Linked DNA regions of Mus musculus: region 2 is linked to region 1. Evidence: chromatin contacts called from public HiChIP or PLAC-seq data. All regions are on one chromosome and are shown on one strand. Each heading gives the region's core, a stretch centred on a gene start, on an enhancer-like site or on the middle of the called end of the contact. The rest is flanking DNA. Distances are from core to core; before and after follow the strand shown.

Region 1 (3,046 bases), core at 158-2,657:
AAGAAGCACTCCATAAGCACATATTGAATGGCAACTAGAAACAAATTGGGTTGGAGAGATAATGCTAAGCTGTAAATGCTTTTCTGTTAACTGTAGTGTGTGGACCTGCAGTGAACCATGATCTCAGCACAGAGAGCTTGGACTGGCAGAATCAGTTTACACTGTCAGACAGAGGCATGGAGGGGTGATGGGTAATTCTACGATGAGGGTATTGCATTTCAGATTTGCTAACTGTACATTGCTCTAGAGGAGCTATTCATGCTTTCATCTGTGTAACTTGGTACCTCTAAGAGTTTCTACTCCAGTTGGCTAAGCTCACAAAGAATACAGTATGGTTTGTGCCCCCAGTCATACATTATATTGGCAAAATAGATATTAGCCTTTTCCCTTATCACTAGAAACTTTGTTCCATCATTTGCTCCTTTATCTGAAACTCTAAGTTTGTTTTTTCTTTTCTTGTGCTCCATAAAATGTTTCCATCTTTTTTTCTCATGACAGTAGTCATGATGACCAAGATGGTGAAGACAGTACTTATATCATATAGCATCATTCTTTTATGTTCATGGGTGAAAACTTTGCTCCCTCCCTCGTCGCAGGTGTGTGTGTGTGTGTGTGTGTGTGTGTGTGTGTGTGTGTGTCCTGAAGTTGATGCAGGAATCATCATCCATTGTTCTTTCACCATGTTCAATGAGAGTCAGGGTCACCAATCAAACCCAGAGCTCCCAGATCACTACTCTTTCTAGCCAGCTTGGTCTCGTAATTCCCTGAGATTAAAATTTTAAGTGGACTACCTGCACATCCCAAATTTATGTAGCTTTTGGGAATGTGAACTTTGTTCCTCACACTTACCCAGCAAATTTACGAAATGTAACATAATGATTTTTCATGATTATTATAAAATTGAGCATGGAGTTATAATTGGTATATATATTTAAAACAAACATAAATTATATAATTAGACTAAATGGTAAATAAAATATTTTGATCTAGGAAAAAATGAAGCCAATGACTATCTATCTATCTATCTATAGATTTTGTAAAATGAATCAATAAATATTGTTCATGTGGAAGTTGGAGGAAGCAGATTTTCCAATTGTTTTTCCTTTTTAGAGGATATGGTTTAAAGTTATTTTAGATACGCAAATTTGTAGGGCATAGTGTTACATACATACTTGCATATGGTATGTAACACCTTCTAAAATAAACCACTTTTCTTTCTCCTATTTATTCTGGTCCTTTTGTACCTTTTCCTTCTTGCTTTTCTGCGTCCATGCTCCTCCCTCGAACCCTTTCCACCCCCTCCCTTATCCTGAGAGCTCCTGCCTTATCTCTCACTCCACTCTCTTCCTCTGTGCTTCCAAGTCCTTCTGAAGCCAACCTCCCCAGGCCTCCTTTGCCCTCTGACCCTTCCTTCCTCTGCAGGACTGTATTTCCCCTGCCTCTTGCAGCAACCTAAGCAGAACAATACTAGAAGCAGAACTGGCCCTCTGACAAAAAAAGAGAACAGCTGGAAAGAAAACCTTACTCACAAAGAAGACAAGCATCTTCGAATGTCTGTGGGAGGGTTTGCTAAATCATCTGCTTGTTCACATGTGGAACTTCCAACAAAGTGATTTCCTCTTAGGTGAGGCGGGCAAGAAGCACGCACCTCAAACTAGATGACTGAGCAAATCCAAGGACTTACCGACCTCTCACTGAAGTTCAGCTCTTCTCCCCACCCCCTGTATTTGTGCCCTGACCTTTGCTTTTCTTTTTCACTCCCCTGACCTGAAAGCTCTGTTGCAAGAACTCAAAGAGCCAAGCTCTGCCCACAGTTGTGAGTCACAATTCTGAAACCAAGCGGCTCATAGGCATGCATTTAAAGGAAGTATTGGGCCTTTGGGACTCAGGTAAAATAATAACAGCTCGTTCATTCTTTGTTTGCTTATTTTCTTAAATCTTTATGGAAGAAGCACAAGGCCTGCTGTACCTGAATGTCATTTTTATAATCATTTTAACAGTACACAGTAGAATTAAAAATCCCACAGTAGATCTCCTGCATTATAGCACAAATTAACAACAACAACAACAACAATATCCTGGGCCCCATGTCCAGTACACAGTCATAGAGATGTGTTCACTGTTATAGTGTGAAGTATCAAAACCATTTTTATTTTTTTGGAGCTAGTTTAAATAATATGGCTGCACCGGATGAGTTTAGGAAAAAGGTGTGCCAGCTAATCTCCTCCCACCCCTACAGCCTTCCCCCTCCTTAGCCTTTCTTTGCAACTCTCAAGTCTTTGCTTCCTATCTCTTGGGTTTTCTCTCCCACCCCCCACCCCTCTACCTCCCATCACCCCAAATCAAAGCTGTACTCAGAATCAATTCTTTAGGCTCTCTTCCTGGAGACTTGTTTGTCTACAAGAATGCATTTTATTTTTTTTGAAACACTTGCATTTACATTTTATTGGTGTAAAAACTGTGATATGCCACCTAGTATAAAACAATGGCAATAAAGAAAGCAAAGTTTCTTCCAAGATCCATTTTTCTAGAGCCAAATATTACTAAACAATTCCCGTAGTAGGCCTATTAAAATTTTTAAATGTAAAATGAAATATTGAAGAGGTCACGCCTGACTGTACAGTACACCCGGTTGTATCTCTTCCAGGCATTTCTTTGTTTCCCCACTCCCTAGGGAGGTGTTCAGGAGCAGACAGGAGTGTCTAGACACCTCTGGCCTCTTTTTAATATCAGTCCTGGAATGTGGCACCTTCTCTACCCAAGTATAGATCTGCCTGCTGGCAAATTCTTTCCTTCCAGCTTGTCCTTACTCTTTTGTTTTACTGCCCGAACAAAGTGCAAATGCCTTTCTCTCCTATTAAATTCAATGACTCCCAAGTTGCCCAAATGCTAGGGTTCAAAGTTCATTCTCATTCTCCCATCTCTGTTTTGTTTGTTGGCCTGGGACTTGACACCTTGGTTCTCAAGGTGAAACTAGGCCTGTGTTTGTTTCTGTGAGTAAAGAAGACTAAATGGAACAAATATTAAACAAGCAAACAAGACTTGA
Region 2 (3,091 bases), core at 510-3,009, 140 kb before region 1:
GACAGGACCATTACTGTACATATTCGAGTTACTTCTCCTATTTTAACTACAAAATTACTACTCAGATAACTTCTCAATCAATAGGTCAAAGAATCCATTCTAGTATAACTCCCATTTTGGGCTTCTTCTCCATCTTTGTGTATCCGGGAATCATTTTTACTTTTGTTGTAGTATAAACTGGGAAAGGTTGAATTCTTAACTTGAATTCTTTGAAGTTAATTTTTTACATCTCATTTGTATGAAGGTATTCCTTCTATCATATAACGAATACAGAGTTGGTCAGTTTACTCAACTTAACCTAAAGGAAGGCATGAATCTAAGTCTCCAGTAAAGTGATTTCTTTCTTTTGAGAGTACGTAATTACCCAGAACGATTTTCCATGACAACAAGACACATTCCACATAAAAACCAGCAATAGCTACATTGCTTAAATGAAAGAATATCAGGTTTTTGTTCCTTACAGACTGTTTCGTGTTTCTTAATTAATCCTAGAGAAGAAGAAAAAGTGTTTCTAACAAGGAAGTAGCCACTCCCTCTCCCCCAGATAAGTAACCGGTAACAAATCAACAAATTAAAACATGCTATGTAGATCTGAGATTTTGTTCCCCTCATATACAAGTGAGTACATTTCAAGCAGCCAGTGCCCACGTGATCCACGAATTCAGCATACAGCTTTCACTCCTTGCTAGCTTAAATTGTATTTATATTCTCTTGCATATCCAAGTAGCTGTAATCAAGGAAACTTTGCAATTGGCCTATTCTTGGAAGTACCTGTTTCTATTTTCAACACCCAAGCACATCAATGGAAGTGTTTCACATCATGAGATTTCTCAGTTGTAAGAGGTGAGGTTTACATAGAAAGAACTCAGTCGGCTGTGTTTTCATAACAAAAAGTCCCATTAAGGGAGAAATATCTAGAAGCAAGATGGTTACCCCCTAAAGATTTCCCATCACCTTTGCTCTGCTAACAAAAATGTGAAAACTAAATCCAACCCATCTGCACACTCCTATACACCCAAACACGAATGCATACTAGGGTCCTAACTCTGGGTCTTTTTCTCTTTAGCCTTACTCTAAAGAAGACCTACCCCATAAATGAGACCCATTTAAACAAAAAGCATAGATAGGAAGAGTTGATGTAGACTTCTGCAGTCAGATTTCAGGAGAGAAAGATGTTCTCTGTGCTACCCGAGGCTTACTGAATTTGCTTGTATCTAATAATCTACGCTTAAGTGTATTGTGTAGGATAAATTACTTGCTTTATGCTTTTAAGCTGTTTTCCTTAAATAGTGCCTACCTTAATATAGATTATCCTAGATTTATTGCAAGTTATTATGGGAAAGGAAAGGAAAGGAAAGGAAAGGAAAAAAAAAGAAAAGAAAAGAAAAGAAAAGAAAAGAAAAGAAAAGAAAAGAAAAGAAAAGAAAAGAAAAGAAAAGAAACTCAGCATTCTGGAATCCTAACTGAAGATAATACTTTAAAGTGGTGTTTATAGTGTTTAGGAGAAAGGGGGAGGGAGACCTTTAAGCTACACTAAATACTTAGAGGTGTATAGTACTTTATACTTGTGCAGATAAAGAGTGAGGTAGCCTTGCTCCATGAATCCCAGGCCACAAATGATATGTGCCAGTAGGTTCTTTGATAGGGTTCCTGGCCACAGTGTTTTTGTGCTGTCAAACTGCTATGTTGAACAAACACCTCCTCCGGGACAAAGTGATAAATGCAGAGACAGGCTGGCTTCAACCAGTCTCAGCGACCTCCTCAGCCACACCCCCACTCCCAGGTCCACCTTCTTCCCCTCCCCCACACTTGAAGTTGACAGTGTAGAGAGGTGGGCAAGGTTTTTCCGAGGTGTCAGGGGTGACTGATTATTGCCCCTCCCTAAGTCTTAGGAACCGGTATTCGGGTTACAGGCAAAGTCCTTTTTCTGGCAGGCTTTATCTGGTCTTTTTCAATGAAACTAAACTGGAGCTAAACTTTTGCCAACTCGAACCTTCTCCACTTTTACTTAATCGCTCAGAAAACGGCTTCCTTTCCTCATGTGTTCTCTCCAGTGATTTGAGCGTCATTTTCTAATGTTCAGATGATTGCGTCGTGCAACACGAAACAACAAAAAAATGTTGCCTTAAAAACATCCAAACACGATACATACTACTTTCTTGCTTCCTAGCATTGTTTTAGGGCCAGCATTTCAGATGGATAGTCAATGAAATTTCTCTTCTCTCTGTTAGAGCCATTATTCTCTGACTAAACCCTGTTTGTTGGTGCCTTTGTGTGTGCATTTTTTCCCCCGATGTTAAATGAATTTCCGTCTTCTACTTCTGCAATCTCTAAGAAATAGATAAACCATTATATTTTTTCTCCTGCTCGTATTTTAAAGTGGTGATCCTGACAGCAGGACGATTATTGCACTTTATGTTTTAGTGGATGTTTGCTGTTGCTAGTTACAGCAACACTTATCATAAGACAGCAAGAAAGGAGTAGTCCCTGGTAATTAAAGTAATGAAATATTCATTTACTCTACCTTTTCTGTAGTCTCACAAATTAGGCTGCTACATTTAATGCCTGCACTGCCTCTGTTTTTATTATAATGGCAGCTTTCGCATCTGCAATTAGGACTAATTCTGACAGTTACAATTTCTGAGGGACGGTAAACAGTGAGCGAGCTGTGCAGCGGAGGTATTACACGTGAAAAGCCCTTGTCTCTTTAACCTTGTTGTTTTTTTTTTTCTCACAGAGGTTACCTTTTCCCGATGGTGCAAAATCGACTTGACATAACTGTTCATCAGTTTCAGGGTTTTCCCTGGAGGTATTTGCATCAAATCAGCCCAGTCAAGCTTCAAGTTGAAATTGGCAGGCCAGAAACTCACAGGGTAGAGACTAGAGAAGAGACAGCCAACGTACAGGCAGCAAACTGACAGCAGCCGAGTCTGACAGAGAGGGGGAGAGGCTGGGAGAAAGGGAAAGATTTTCAGCTTGAGTGTTGGGGAACCCCAGCCCCTCCTGGGCCAATGTCAGTAGCACCTGAAACTCCAGAAGGAGCAGGAAAGGTCTAGATTCAGAACACCTCCCACCACTAGGGCCCCTCAGC

What was found. HiChIP or PLAC-seq counts read pairs in DNA pulled down with a chosen protein or histone mark.
Region 2: a contact with region 1 is called in an H3K27ac HiChIP or PLAC-seq map of heart atrium, with 5 read pairs. The contact joins two enhancer-like sites. A contact is called at or near these places in 3 of 115 datasets of contacts at active chromatin or transcription factors (bone marrow-derived dendritic cells, fetal liver and heart atrium) and 1 of 9 other capture datasets (adipose tissue).

What each region holds. Positions count from the first base shown.
Region 1 is chr2:44,951,657-44,954,702 of GRCm38.p6, reverse strand. No RefSeq gene overlaps it. Among named protein-coding and RNA genes, the nearest start is that of Gtdc1, 26 kb to the right of the region's middle. Within about 2 kb of position 1,407, at least 99 of the 459 cell types and tissues checked have an H3K27ac peak or open chromatin away from gene starts, as enhancers often do. A contact at or near this core is called in heart atrium, where this site is marked.
Region 2 is chr2:45,096,844-45,099,934 of GRCm38.p6, reverse strand. All of the region lies in intron 2 of Zeb2 (zinc finger E-box binding homeobox 2), which reads left to right. Among named protein-coding and RNA genes, the nearest start is that of Zeb2os, 13 kb to the left of the region's middle. Within about 2 kb of position 1,759, at least 26 of the 459 cell types and tissues checked have an H3K27ac peak or open chromatin away from gene starts, as enhancers often do. A contact at or near this core is called in heart atrium, where this site is marked.